5 separate regions of the Mus musculus genome follow, and regions 1, 2, 3 and 4 are each linked to region 5. The links are chromatin contacts, called in public ChIA-PET, Hi-C and HiChIP or PLAC-seq maps. All regions are on one chromosome and are shown on one strand. Each heading gives the region's core, a stretch centred on a gene start, on an enhancer-like site or on the middle of the called end of the contact. The rest is flanking DNA. Distances are from core to core; before and after follow the strand shown.

Region 1 (2,700 bases), core at 128-2,627, 820 kb before region 5:
CCCACTCGCCAATCCTATAGGGCACAGGAAACTGCCAAGAGCAGTGGGCATTGCTGGGTCTGTATGGCTCCACCTTCCCAGCCCTCCACAGAGACGAGCCGACATCCTCTTTCATTCGAGGCTCTTGCATGGTCTGCTCCTGTGCACTTTTCACCCACAGCTCCTGATGGTAACTACTGGGTTGGTGGTCCAGATACCTTCTCTGACACACTACCTATGGCATTCCTATTGTAAGATCATGAACATAGAAAATAAATATGCTGATAGCCCATTGCTAGTGAGTAGCCAAGTAGGAGCAAGAATGAAGTCCATATAAGCATGGAGTCAAGTTCTCAACTGAGCATGTGGCCACCCTAGGGCAGCCCCTTCTGCTATCGGGATCAGCACCCCACCACACCAGTAATGGTCACTGAACTTTAACACTGCAGGCCTGGGATGAACAGATGATAAAACAAGACCTGGCCTGTGGAACATTCATCTAAGCTGGCCTATCAGTGGGTCCAGCTCTAGGCATCCCAGTGGGTTTTGCATCATCTATGAAGCTGGCAAAGAGGGACTCCTAACATCTGGAGTGAGGGCAGCTGGCAGGATGTAGGGGCCTGCCAGTATGTCCTCTTACTTGATCTTGAAGAATGCCCAAGAGAAAATAGTTGCTGGGACATCTCCTGTTTGCTTAAAGTGCATAACTCACGTGAGCCTCACAGGCTGTCTTCACCTGACTCATTCATCTGGAGGCTTCCAAACGGATTCCTCTCATTTGTCTTCACTTCTGGGACTCTCCATTTCCAGTCTCCACATGCTGGATACCTCTCTATGGACCAGATGTGCCTGGCTATGGCCCTGCCTTGCTCTCTGGTCATTTCAAGTCAGAATGGGTAGCTGGGTGGCTGCTGTTTTAGCCTTCATTCTACTCATCTCAGGCAGGCTGACTGTCATTCCTGGGACATTCTCATATTCATCTACAAAAAAAGAATTAAGTGATGGAAAACTCTAGAAGTCCCTGGAAGACCTCTGTTTTCCGTTCCAGCCATTTCCTTGTTGAAAAAGCAGCTGTGTTGTGGCTGCTGAAGGCCTGCTTCCACGCCCACTTTGGACCACAGTGAGTCACAGCTGCCTTGGCTTTAGGTTTCTTCTTCCTGTTCCACTTTTTTTATTCATTACATCAACCGATCTATTCTGTTCCCTTTCCACAAGGCTGGAAAATGATGCAAGTAGCCATGGGTACCTTCCAGACCAAGGCAGAAGATGGCATTCCTGACCTCAGCATTGGAAGATCTGGTCTTGGGGGGGGGGGGCGGTCGATGAGCTCCATCTACCTAGGAGCGTCAGCAGCCTGTGTGTGCCCAACACTGTGAACCTTGCTCACATAGAATGTCAGCGCCAAATGTCAGCACCCAGTTCAGTCTGGCTGCTGCCCACACTGAACCTGCCAGGCAAGATCTAACCTACAGATGGAATGAATCACTTTCCAAAGTAGGCCAATCAGTGAGCCCCGTCCAGGAGCTCAAAATCCACCACCTGGGAAACACCGTAGAATCTAGATTATGGACTCTTAAAACTTCCAAGCACATTGGCGTCATCTGGGGATTTTCTAAAAATGTGGTTTCCTGGACTTTCTCCTTAGAGAGTGATCTGGGATTGATCTGGGGTGTAGTCTGGGAACAAGAATTTTTGAAATCTATTAGATGATTTCAACATGTTGCAGAGTTCACAACAATTCCATCCAGCTACAGAGCTACTATTTTGGGGCCAACAGATAAAAGCTGGCCCCACATTTTACCTAAAAGGCAGAGTCCGCTGTGTCCGAGGACAAGGCAGGCTCTGGTTTCTGTTCATCTGACACAATCTCAAGCCCTCACAGTGCAGGACGTGTCTCTCTAATGATGGACACAAGGCAGAAGCCAGGAAGATACACGCTTATGTCTTGGGGCTCCCCAATGTCCAAACAGAATGGGGAACTCTTATAATTTAGTAAATCTAGGTATTATCCTGTCAGGTGTCTCTCCGAGAGTTTACCCATCTTGGGACTTGCAACATGGAATTGATTCTCTCTGACTAATCCCTGGCAGCAGCTAAGCTGTTTTCAGCATGCCTGGCTCATCCATGGTACTGCTGAAAAGCTGGCTTGTCTAACGTCCTAAGCCACAAAAGGCTGTGACCACTGTAAGCTCTTGAAGGTACTGCAGTAAGGAAGTTATAAAGTGGAGGCATGACAACCACGTGACAGGCTGTGTGCCAGTCATAAGAGCACAGATCCCCTCCCCCCCCATTCCCTAATATCTATTAAAACGCCCTCAGTGGGTTGGGAGTGGTGGCAAGCACCCATAACCCCAGCACTTAGGAGGCAGAGGCAGGAGGATCACTGCAAATTCAAGAGCAGCCTGGTCTATATAATGAACTATCAGAACTATTATCTCAAAAAACCAAATAAAGTCAAAATATCTTTAAAAAAAACCCCAGCACAGACAGCTTTATGCTAGGTCAGACTTTGCTGTATTTTATCTTCAAGGCAACACTGGCTAGGTCCACAGTGCAATCAGAGACAAACGGGAATCTTCATTTTGGTTATTCTGCTCTAAGGATGACCCTCTAAGGAGTGAGGCCGGTAGCTTCTAGAAATCTCCAGCCAAGTTCACAGAGTGACAGTGGGCGGAGGCAGAGGAGAGTGTGTCCACCCTCAGTGCTGGCTTTGGCTTGATC
Region 2 (2,733 bases), core at 24-2,523, 850 kb before region 5:
AGACCTTTCTACACCAATCCTTAGTCAAAATGCCCTACAGACTTGCCTACAGCTCAGTCTCCCACGGAGGCATTGTCTCCACTGAGGCTCCCACTCCTCAGATGACTCTAGCTTTTGTCAATTCCACAAAAGAACTAACCAGCATGTATGGATTTATGCTCTTGATTAGGAGAGACTGGGTGTGGCAGTGCCTATGTCTCTGAATCTTGGCTCCTACTTATTGGCCATTAATTTCTAGGAAGGCAATCGACATCTTCGGATCTACAATAGTTTCCCCAGTTTGAAATGTCTAGTATTCCCCTAAAATTTTCTTCAGTTCTCCAGACCACAAACACTCGGTGGTACATATCCTAAATGTGACTTCATAGCAGTCCAAGGAACAGGAGTCTGCAGGTAATGCTTTCCTCTAGGCTCCTCTGCCTTTGGTTTGGGGTGAGGTGCTTCTAATAAAAGTCTGGAGGCTCAGAGGTGTAGAAGTTGAGGCTAGCAACTAGGCCCTAGTATATGACAGGTAGAGATTGCCAGGCACTTTGGACAATCAATGTGAAATTAGTTTAGCAACTAGGATGATGATGATGATGACGACGACTATGATAATGGTTACGGTTAGTGAAAGGGCACTCTGCTCCGAAGAGCTGATATGCAAACGCTAGTTTAATAGAACATAAGCAACCTAGGTTTAAGTTTAATTTAAACCTAAGTTTAAATCCTTGTCCGTAGAGTACACAGTTGTTTCTCTGAGGGAAGCCCCATCTTTGTTATTGAACTTTGTTACTAGTAGCCTGGGCAAAACCGAATCCAGGGTGGAGTGTATTCCTTGTTGCTGCTATTATTACAGCGTGCAAATTAAACGTCAAGGAGGAAAAAAAAAAAAATCCTAGCTGAAGCCTTTAGTTTGTAATACCATATAAAGATATGGATAAATAAAAGCCTTTAAGCATTTAAAAGCATTTTTAAAAAGAGGGCGAACCAGCATTCAATGAAACCTGCAAGTTTAATAATATATGAATTCAAAAAATAAAATATGAACTCAGTTCATTTTGTGGACTTGACGCATGTCGAATAGACTGCAATCAGGCAGTTTCTTCTCAACGCCGTATCTAAAGCGGATGGAGCAGAAAGAATAGAACTAAGACGTTGTTTGCACAACTGGCGTCCCTAACTACAGACCCGCAGGCTCCTAGGTACACCCGGTTCCAAGTGGAAGAGCGGGAGCGGAAGTTCCGGAGTCTGTCCCGCCCCTCCCCACCTGGCGCTGCGTCAGTTCCGGGCCAGCATCAGGGCTAGGGCCGGGTTCCTAGCAGGCTGTTTTTTGGCGCCGAGTCTCAGCATGGCTGCCTCCAGGGTTGAGGGTCCGGGAGCCGCCACTCCTTCGTTTTGTTGACCGCCCCTGGCGTCTGTGCTCTTCTTGTCTTTCCTGAGCTACTCCAGCAGACATGTTCGCTAAGGCCTTTCGGGTCAAGTCCAACACAGCCATCAAGGGCTCGGACAGGTGAGGGAGAGAATACTTTTGCTTAGCCTAGCGAGGCTCCTACACTTGTAGGGCTGCACATAGAGACCCCAGGGAGCCAAGCAGGGGTGTTAGAAACATTTTTGAGGATAAGGTGTGGGGGTGTCTCTTTTTATCTTCCAGCTGGTCTTTTGGACAATAAAGTTGAGTTAGCGTGTACTGGGCTCAAGCTAGGTTTTGTGGGAGATGTAAAATGAGGGAATATAAGTCCTCCATGGAGTTTAGAGTCCATGGGAGAACTCAGATGGTGTACCAAAACTAAAAGTATAGGGGGGGGGGGGGAAACGCCTAAACGATTATTCCTGGCCGGAGAGACTGGTGTCGGAGAGGTCCGTGCCCTGAGGTGGCAGAGCCTAAGAAAGCTGTGGTAAGGAGAGATGTTAACTCTCCTTTTTAAGTCAGTGTCGTAGACACGGATAGCTCCGCAGGGATTTTGGAGCCAGCTTTCTTTAGGTATCATTCTTGGTGCCATAGTAGCCTTTTAATGAGAGGTTGACAGATTGCCAACCAGTCTAAGACAGGAGTGGGGACAGCATGTGAGGTCATCTGTGTTTCCAATGACTTTCTAAAGACTAACTTTGGTTGCTTAGTGAAAATAGGTGTTCCGATGGAATAATATGCCCAGGAGGTCTTGAGAATAATGAATAAGACAGATAATAGGATTTGGAAAAGCTGAGAAGGGGGCATCACGAACCAGGCAGTCTTTCTTCAGTCTTTATGATTTGTATAGTCATTCTGAATGTCTGTATTTATTAATGTGCATCGTGCTGGTGTGCTTTCTGCAGGAGAAAGCTCCGGGCCGATGTGACAGCTGCTTTCCCTGCCCTGGGAACAGATCAGATCTCTGAATTGATACCTGGAAAGGAAGAGCTAAATGTTGTGAAGTTGTATGTTCACAAAGGGGATTCGGTGACTGTGTACACGAGTGGTGGTAACCCCATCCTATTTGAACTGGAGAAAAATTTGTATCCAACAGGTATGGTAACCAGATGAAATGCCCAGACTGCAGCCCTGGTGAAACACGTTATTCTCTGTTGATTTGGTGTGATATTTGTTTTTGTTTTCCCCCATAAACATACCTTTTCAAATGAAATAAACACAGAATTTCCCAATACTATTCCTAAGGATCTTCTGGGACCTAGTGTTTCCAGAATTGACCTTTTCACCGTAAGAGGGATAAGAAACAAACGAAACCCCCGGCCCCCCCCCCAAAAAAAACCCAA
Region 3 (2,700 bases), core at 10-2,509, 800 kb before region 5:
TACCTGCACCACGCAGGTTGTGAAACCCTTGGTGAACGGTGAGTGGCCCACTCCCCTGACTCAGGGCCAGGCAATGAAAGACATGATGCTAGGCTGTCCTCCTGGTTCACACGTCATCCTAATAGGAGATCACAGCCCTTGTCATATTCATCCTGGGGTTCAGCATGTTCCAGAAAAGCAGTGACACTGGGGGGCAAGGACTAGTGTGTTTGCCTGCATATGTCTGCACACCACCTATGTGCCTGGTGCCCCTGGAGTCCAGGTGTTGGAGTCTTTGGGACTGAAGTTACAGATGGTTGCTGGCTGCCACTGGACAGTCAGGAACCTAACCCAGTACTTCTGGAGGAGCCAGTGCTTTTAACCTCTGAGCCACCTCTCCTAACTCAGCCCCAGTGTCTGAGCGAGGGTTTCTATTGCTGTGAACAGACAGGCACCATGACCAAGGCAACTCTTATAAAGGACAGCATTTAATTGGGGCTGGCTGACAGGTCCAGAGATTCAGCCCATTACCATCAAGGCAGCAGCCACAACCAAGTTCCCTCCTTACAGCTGTGCTAAATTTGACTTGCATTCCCAGAAGCCATCCTTCCTTCTCGTGTTCTCTCTGTTTGTCAAAATCTTCTTCTGGGGGTCAGGGAGACAGCTCAGTCAATAAAGGGCTTGTCACACAAGCACGGAGACCTACGTTCAACCTCCAACACCAATATAACAAGCCTGGCATGATGCCACGCACCTATGTTCCTGAACCAGGGAGAAGGAAACAGGAGGGTCCTCTGGGCCTGTTGGCCAGCCAGGCCAGCTGAGTCACTGAGTGTTAGGGTTAATGTCATGAGTGGCCAAGGAAGGTATCTGATGCCCTTCCCAGGCCTCTCGTGCACATGCACACGCATACATGAGCATTCTATGTATACTCCCCTGCACATACCACCCCAACACACAGAAATAAGGTAAATAGCATTCTTGAGGAATGGGCATTGAGGCTGTTCTCTGGCTACCACATGCATACATACATAGATGTATGTGTTCAACACACACACACACACACACACACACACACACACCCCTTCCTCTGTCCTCTGCTTCCTGTCCCCCAGTGATGACCACACGTCCCACACCTTCCTCAGAAGCATCCTTTCCCAGATGTCTTATTTAGGTTCAATCTTAAGACCGCTATCTCCCGTCCCTGGGGTGGCATTTCTGAGCATGACATGGGGCCATGTAAAGCAGACTACTCAGTTTTTCCACAGACGATTTCCTGTCTTACAAGATAAGCATCTGTATACCATTTAGGTTAGACTCACTCGAGATTCACTTTCTCGGAGACACTAGCCCACACCATGCTTCTCTTGCTTGACTGCCAGGCTAAGAGCTCCGACAGAGTCTGGATGCATATAGACTGTGAGTTCGGTTGGATTAACTCAGCCACCCACACCAAAAAGCTGAAGCCCTGAAGAGCTCATGATCAGGCTGGGGTCAGGTCTAGAATCTGTGCCCTTGTTGTCCTTTCATGAAACTAGAGAACAGGAGCGTTTCTGTTCAGCAACTTTCTCCCTCAGGTCCCCCATCCAGTGTGCGGCTAATCTTGTAGAATCTGGGGTGGGGTGGCCTTCTACTGTGAGATTTTAGCCCTCATGGTACTACCCACAGAAAGGAAGGTCCTGCTGCCATGCACCTCGGGGCTTCGGGAATGACCATCTTGGAAGCCCACTGCTCACAGGCTGTGGGGAGCACAAAGAAATGTCTCAGGGACTCCCAAGCTTTTCGGGGGACAGAATTGGAATTCCATCCCTTTTTAGAGGCAGGCTCTCAGGTACTATACTGTTTTGAAGGTATCTGGCTCTGGCACGGCAAGAATGAGTTCTCCCTATGCCGGGCAAAGTGGCCTTGGGAGGCTCCTGTGTGGAAGGTCCTGGGTGCAGGAGAATTGTTAGGTCAGGTAGAACTGCTGGCTCTGAAATGGTAGGGAATTGACAGACGCCACGGCACAGGGTATGCCAAGTGTAGCCAGAGTCAGGTAGAGAGAGTTGGCTCTCCTGTGGCACATGTGGACGGGCTGGCACCTGTCTGGCCACTTCTGGAATTCACTGGGAGAAAGACGAACCATTCCTTCTCTAGGAAACGAGTCAGGACAGAAACATAGGCTAAATTGTAATCATGAGAACCAAGAAAGCAAACGCTGAAGAGACCGGGTGGGAATCTGATGCAGTCTGTTCCCTCGCTTCCCAAGTCTGCCAGGAGAGACTGGGCTGGATCTCTGCCTTTTCCACATTCATGCGAATGTTCACAAGCTAGAGGTGGCAGATCACCTCCACTTTATGGTGGACAGAGGATGGTGGTAGTAACTGCCCCAAGGAAACAGAGAAAACAGCAACAACAACAACAACACCACCTCCAAAAAGACCAAAGAGGTAAGCTGTAGAACAAATGCAGAGAGCCAAACAATAATATATGTAAGTGGACTCCTCCAGAGGAAAGCAGTCAGAGGGTGGAAAAACCTGAAGAAATGCCTATAAATTTCCCAATTTTGAGGGCAACATAAATCCACACAGCCAACAAAGCGAATGAACCCCAAGCAAAAGAAACATCCACCAGCAAAGCACATGATACTCAAATAGTCAAAAGCCACAGCAAAGAGCGGGCCAGGTGGTGGCGCACACGTTTAATTCCAGCACTCAGGAGGCAGAAGCAGGAGGATCTTTG
Region 4 (2,787 bases), core at 25-2,524, 760 kb before region 5:
AGACTCACCATTGGCGAGAGGTAATGATAAGCCCTAAAAAGAGCGCAGACTTGCTCAGAAACTCTCTATACTGGTGCCCAGTGTTACAGTAAGATTGGGAGAAGCCAGCAGGCCAGTGGGGATGCCTTGTGGAAGGAAGGAACTGGCGGGGAGCTTAGTGATTTTAGGGCTGGAAGGCGGGTGCAGGGGGACAGGAGGAGGAAGAGGAGGCCACGAGGCACAGTCACACACTGGAGCAGAGTATAGAGCGTTGAGCCAGGTGTGGAGGGCTGAGGAGGCCTCAGGTGCAGGTGACCTTGGCATCTTTCAGCCTCACAGCCTGCTTCCATTCAAAGCCTAACCAGGCTTCCCATGCCAACAGCTCCCTAGGAGGAAGAGCCTGAGAGAACCTGAGGTGACCACCGAGTCATCTCCCCATTAACCCTAATAAGTGTCAAATACTCACTTCGTTGTCAATATCACTACCTCATTTTTAAAACTCACAACTAAAGGAAGAAGAGGGTGTGCGTAAGACACAATGACCTTGTGGAGAGCCATCAGTCCCAACCTACAAACAAGCTTGTTTACGCGCACGGGGGAGAAGGCTCAAACCCGTCTGAGGATACGTAACTGTACACATACAACTACCTCTGGTCAGTGGGCAGCCATTAAAGGATGCCAGGCAGTGACAGCAGCTGTCTCCAAAGGTAACCTGCCTAAAAGTTCGGACTGGCCACAAAAGGCAATGGCCTCCTCTCCCGGGCTCAGAGCCCTTCACCTCGCGCACCTTCCCCGCCCTCACTCACTAGCGCAGCGCAGCGCCTGCCGCAGCACCTCTCGTCCGCACAGGTCACACCAGCCCGGACCGCCCCGCAGCGCCAGTTCCACGAAACGGTGCCCCTCGCCTCTCTCGGCCAAGACGCGGGGATCCTGCGGCTGCTCGAAGATGCTCCTCACGTCGCGGGGTCGGTGTGACCCAGGTCGCAGCCGCAGTCTCGGCTGCAGACCGGGCCGGACAGGGCGAGCGTGTCGGCAGTCTCGGGGCGTGGGTTCGGGGTCCCTCCGGCCACTCCTCCTGCCACCGCGATCCTCTGACGCCCCGGCCGCGGGGATCAGGGCCGTGGGGATGCAGCGGCGCGGCCGGGCGGGAGGTGGCGGCTCGGTGCCACCCAGACTCTGCAGATACCGCGGCGGCTCGGGATCTAGGAGCAGCGGGTAGGGACGTTGCCCGATGGCCGGGGAAGCCATGGCCAAGGCCCGCAGGCGGCGGCAGCTACCGAGCCTGGCCAACAGAAGGGGCGGCTCCGGTCGAGCGCGCTTTTAAAGGGCCCGCAGCCCGCGGGCGGGGCGGGGCGGGGCGGAGCCCACCGAGAGGCCGGAAGGGCAACACGCGTGACTGCGGGTCGGAGCCGCGTGGATTTAGGAGTGACTCGGCGACTAGGCGGTGGTGAAGGTCCGAGCACCCGAGAGGCTTCGCGAGCTCGGTAGGCGCCGGCTCCTGCGCCTGTCTTCAGCTCTGCCCCGTCCCCTCTGGGCGTCTCCCAGGGCGCCCTAACACCGGCGGGGCGGGGAGCAGGTGGGAAGGCAGGGCTTTGGCAACCTGGTGTGGCCCCGGGACAGGAGCTAGCCCGCCGCTGTCAGTAAGGCGGCCCGCGGATTCTCCGAGCTGCCCGTGGGAAGCTGGCTACATCAGCTCTCTCCCTTCTCACCTCTGCTACATAGACTGCCCCTCCCCGAAGACTGGGATTAGAGTGACTGGTGATCCTTGGTGATCCGGTGATCATGAGAGACCTCTCTGTGCCCCATGGGTGGACAGGAACTTTCCTCCCGAATTACGCCCCTCCCCCCTTAGTTGCTGGAGTAATCACTGCGGAAATGAATGCCAATCCCTTACACACCTCCTTTGGTATGGAAGGTCCACCTGAGCAGGGGCGCAGGGTGGAGAAGTCCGCATCCTACCAGCACCAAGGGGTGCGCCATAGGTTCCTGTCTGGCTTAAGGTTATGTCGCCACCATCTTGAAAATCCTAATTCTTAACCCGGCCTATTCTTTTTGCACTGGGTCTTGAAAATTATGTAATGGTAATAACTAGTGGGCCTGTCCACAGTGCCGTCTCAAGGGATAGAGAACAGGTGGGACTGTGGATTTTCGAACCTGTGCCCGGTCGGTCGGTCGTAGGCTAGCAAGGGTCCTGGGCCCTCTACAGGCTGGTTTTGTAGCTGCAGGCGCCTTTGCTCTTTCCAGTTCTGCGGTTCTGACTTAGGCCTAGCTCACATTCCCGCCTCCCCCTGCCCCCCTTAAATTACAGGTTTGATTGATTTAGTGGCAGCCACCAGCAAGCAACTATGGGAATAGAGTCACTGCACCAAATTCAAAAATTCTGTATTTTGGGTCTCAACAAACCACTGGTAGAAATATTGGGGGAGGGGCATGTCTATAGTGAACATGTACACACTCTTTCTCCTTACTTATTAAATAATACTGGATAGCAATGATTCATATACACTTTCACAGTACCGGTGTTTAATATAGGCGGGGTTAAAATGCATAGGTTCTCTCTGCACACAAGCTACCTTATAAAAGGGATGAGAACCCTCAGGTTAGAGTATTGGGAGCAATAATGTATGTATAGAATGTGTGGGGATTCTGAAACCAGACCTGGAATTGTCTATAAATTCGCCTACATTTTAATCTCCAGGGTTCTTTCCCGGCTAGTGATGGGTCTCCCCCTAGTGTCTGGCTGGGGAATCCTCACTTTCACTTTTCCTCTCGAAGGTAAATTTAGGCAATGGCTAAAAGTCCAGTGAC
Region 5 (2,762 bases), core at 243-2,742:
ACTGGACTCTTCTGGGCATGACCACTACACTCATGCATTTACAGAAGCCATGGTTGCCTGTTAAAGATCTGTACAAGAGCAAGCAGTTGACATTCCATTGTGAACAGAGCATAGACGCCCCGCCCCTAGCTGAAGAGCTATTGGCCTTTGATGGGTGCCAGAATGAGTCAGTTTTCTTTAGAGGTGGGTCCCTGACCACGATCTAGTGGACTAGTGGACTGTCTCACATCCAGGCATATATGGGCAATACTAACTGGACTCACTGGGTTAAGAAACAATGAAAAAGAGGGCACATAGGGGGATCTGGGAGGAGTCAGAAAGGTGAGGGAGGGGGACTATGTTTAAAATATATTGTATGCATGTATGAAATTATCAAAGAAAAAATTATATATATAGATATCTGTATCTATATATCTATATAGATATCTATAGCTATATATATATGAAACTGAGCTTGGTGTTAAAAGCCTGTAAATTCATCACTTGGGAGGTGGAGGAAACAGGATCAGGAGTTCAAAGTCAACCTCAGCTCGGACTTCATGAGACCTTGCTTCCAAACACAAATCACATTTGTAAGAACCAGCTTACGCTTAACATCCTCATAATGTTGATACTGAGACAGGGTTGCTGAGAGTCCAACCCCAAATTGAGTGGCACAGTCAATCCCATGAGAGCTTTAAGTACAGAAACTGTCTCAAAAAGCCTAAGTAAACAAACAACACACTCATTCGTTTAGTGGGGCAGGGAGACAAAATGGAACGCTCAATTGCCTCAGCTGCGAACACTTGTGAACCTTGGAATTGGGTGTTGATTTCTGCATCCCTTCTTTGGATGTTGCAAGTTTTGAAAATTAGGTTTTCACAGTGACTTTACAGGCAATGAATTGGGTGTTTCGGATTCTTAAGTAAAGTCACTTAGACTGGACGTGGTGGTGCACATCTGTAAATATCTGTAATCCCACCACTTGGGGCCAGGAGTTGAAGCAGAAGGATCTCCTATGAGTTCAGAACAGCTAGAGCTACGTGTTAAAATACTGTTTCTAAACCAAAAAAAAAAAAAAAAAGAAAGAAAAAGAAAAAAGAAAAGAAAGAAAGAAAGTTAAAGCTCTGGACCAAGCTAAGTTGGTAAGGGGGAAAGCTTTTCCCATTCTAGAGAGACCATTCGTCAATGATTCTGATCAAGTGGTGGTGGTAGCTCGCAATGTAAACCAGTGGGCGTCGTCCTCACACGTCAGCTCCGCCGCCACAGCCCTGGGCCCAGATTGCTACCCCGAGAGCCCTAAGCAGGACTTTGGGCCTGCGAGGAAGTACGAATGTCCGGCAGAGCAGGAGTCCCCGGAGCGAGTGCACGGGACGGACTAACAGGGTACGTACGGGAGCCCCGGGCCAGAAACAAAACACTGGCTTTGGGGCCCGGCCCCTCCCCCGGAAGTGACGCTCGCGCTGCTTCGGCGTCGAGGAAGGGCCCCGGCAGTGCCGGGGGGGGGGGGTTTGAGAGTGGCGGAGGCCGCGGAACGACGGGAGACGGCGGCCGTAGTGAAGAACGTCGAGCGCACGCACGGCGAGTGGCAGCTTAACTATAGCCACTTCGCCGTCCCGGCCGCGTGTGCGAGGGCGGGGCTCGAGACCTGCGGCAGCGGGAGATGCGGGCGGCTGCGGGCACGCGGCTGGCTCGGCTCGGCCGCCGCTTTCTCGGGCCCCGGCGCGGGGGTCGCCACTGTTCGCCGCGCGGTCTTTGAGGTCCGAGTGTGAGGAGCGGTGGGCGACAGAGTCTCGCACCGCGTTCAAGGCCGAGGAGTCCCGTGCCCTGCCTGGTGAGCAGCACGCCCACGCCCCGTCGGGGTCTCGCACCACCGCCCCTCAGCCAGGTTTCCGCGCGGGCCGGGCGGAGGTTGCGGGCGCGGCAGGAAGTGCACCGGGCGGAGGGAGGGGCGGAGCTTGGTGGCGGGAGGGTGGGACCTGGTGGGTGGGCGGGGCCCGCTGGCGCGCTCTCCTTGGGGGAGCAGCTCGGTGGAGCTCAGGTGCTCGCCGGAGCGCCCCCTCCGCCTTGCCCGCACCTCGGTGGGTCGTGAGAAGTCCCTTGGGCGGAAGGTGGCAGCGGTTTTTTGTTGCCTGGGTGGGGCAGAGGGGAACGGTTTTAACTTGCCGGAGTGGCAGGAAGTTGGAAAGTGAAAGTGCTTTCTTGGCTCGCCCACGGGCCGGAGGTCTGCGTCTCCCCGCACTTTGATCTCGGGGCGCGCGGCCTCACGCCGCATTCTTCCCTTCCCCAAGCTCGCTGTCCATCCGGCCACAGGTTTTTCTTTCTCTACTTTTCATCAGTCCTCCTCGCTTCCTGTACAGCTGTGGCAAGCTTTTCCTCGGAAAAGCATTGGAAACATCTTTGAGGGGAGGAGTTTTAACGGGCATCGGCAAGGAAATAAGGGGGAATTTGTTGGGTGAACTCAGAAGACACGGTTGGCATTTTCTCGAGCCCTTGCAATGTGAAGGTTAGGTCATTTAAGTAAGAGTCTTTCAGTAGAATGGCTGCCGTTCTAAGGTCAGAGCTCTTCTCTCTTCCCCCCCATGCACAGAACGTGGGGCTTCTGTATTTCCGGCTAGGAGTGGTGTTTTTAAAAGAGTATGATTCAACTTTTCCTTGTAGGAACTCTTTGTTCTTTGATCTTTGGTTTTATTTTAAAATGGAAACTGCTTACGTGGAGTTTGTTACATTTTTGGGGGGGAAATATTGTCTTAACTTTTGGGACACCATTATATATTTGAGGC

Evidence for each region. A called contact is a pair of places that touch in the nucleus more often than the background predicts. ChIA-PET counts read pairs in DNA pulled down with a chosen protein or histone mark. HiChIP or PLAC-seq counts read pairs in DNA pulled down with a chosen protein or histone mark.
Region 1: a contact with region 5 is called in a Hi-C map of CD8 T cells, with 5 times the contacts expected there. The contact joins the enhancer-like site here to the promoter of Elk4 in region 5. A contact is called at or near these places in 3 of 484 Hi-C or Micro-C datasets (CD8 T cells, memory CD8 T cells and regulatory T cells).
Region 2: a contact with region 5 is called in an RNA polymerase II ChIA-PET map of memory CD8 T cells, with 10 read pairs. The contact joins the promoter of Eif2d here to the promoter of Elk4 in region 5. A contact is called at or near these places in 1 of 39 promoter capture datasets (erythroid cells), 1 of 484 Hi-C or Micro-C datasets (B cells) and 3 of 115 datasets of contacts at active chromatin or transcription factors (embryonic stem cells, memory CD8 T cells and pancreatic cancer cells).
Region 3: an RNA polymerase II ChIA-PET map of memory CD8 T cells shows a contact between it and region 5, with 78 read pairs. The contact joins the enhancer-like site here to the promoter of Elk4 in region 5. A contact is called at or near these places in 5 of 484 Hi-C or Micro-C datasets (CD4 T cells, CD8 T cells, memory CD8 T cells and 1 more) and 2 of 115 datasets of contacts at active chromatin or transcription factors (memory CD8 T cells and thymic regulatory T cells).
Region 4: a contact with region 5 is called in a FOXA1 HiChIP or PLAC-seq map of pancreatic cancer cells. The contact joins the promoter of Rassf5 here to the promoter of Elk4 in region 5. A contact is called at or near these places in 2 of 115 datasets of contacts at active chromatin or transcription factors (pancreatic cancer cells and thymic regulatory T cells) and 1 of 9 other capture datasets (pancreatic islet).

Annotation. Positions count from the first base shown.
Region 1 is chr1:131,183,389-131,186,088 of GRCm38.p6, forward strand. The region is part of intron 2 of Rassf5 (Ras association (RalGDS/AF-6) domain family member 5); the gene reads right to left. It also overlaps a transcript of Eif2d not described here. Among named protein-coding and RNA genes, the nearest start is that of Eif2d, 32 kb to the left of the region's middle. Within about 2 kb of position 1,378, at least 133 of the 459 cell types and tissues checked have an H3K27ac peak or open chromatin away from gene starts, as enhancers often do. A contact at or near this core is called in CD8 T cells, memory CD8 T cells and regulatory T cells, where this site is marked.
Region 2 is chr1:131,151,934-131,154,666 of GRCm38.p6, forward strand. Eif2d (eukaryotic translation initiation factor 2D) reads left to right here and starts at 1,274. Exons shown (of 15, transcript NM_001136070.1): 1 at 1,274-1,492; 2 at 2,296-2,486. The coding sequence starts at 1,437.
Region 3 is chr1:131,203,407-131,206,106 of GRCm38.p6, forward strand. All of the region lies in intron 2 of Rassf5 (Ras association (RalGDS/AF-6) domain family member 5), which reads right to left. Among named protein-coding and RNA genes, the nearest start is that of Gm28913, 40 kb to the right of the region's middle. Within about 2 kb of position 1,260, at least 41 of the 459 cell types and tissues checked have an H3K27ac peak or open chromatin away from gene starts, as enhancers often do. A contact at or near this core is called in CD8 T cells, memory CD8 T cells, regulatory T cells and 1 more, where this site is marked.
Region 4 is chr1:131,243,904-131,246,690 of GRCm38.p6, forward strand. It overlaps Rassf5 (Ras association (RalGDS/AF-6) domain family member 5), which reads right to left and starts at 1,275. Exons shown (of 6, transcript NM_018750.4): 1 at 786-1,275. The coding sequence starts at 1,227. It overlaps Gm28913 (a long non-coding RNA gene), which reads left to right and starts at 1,187. Exons shown (of 3, transcript XR_878525.3): 1 at 1,187-1,463.
Region 5 is chr1:132,006,128-132,008,889 of GRCm38.p6, forward strand. Elk4 (ELK4, member of ETS oncogene family) reads left to right here and starts at 1,493. Exons shown (of 5, transcript NM_007923.3): 1 at 1,493-1,813.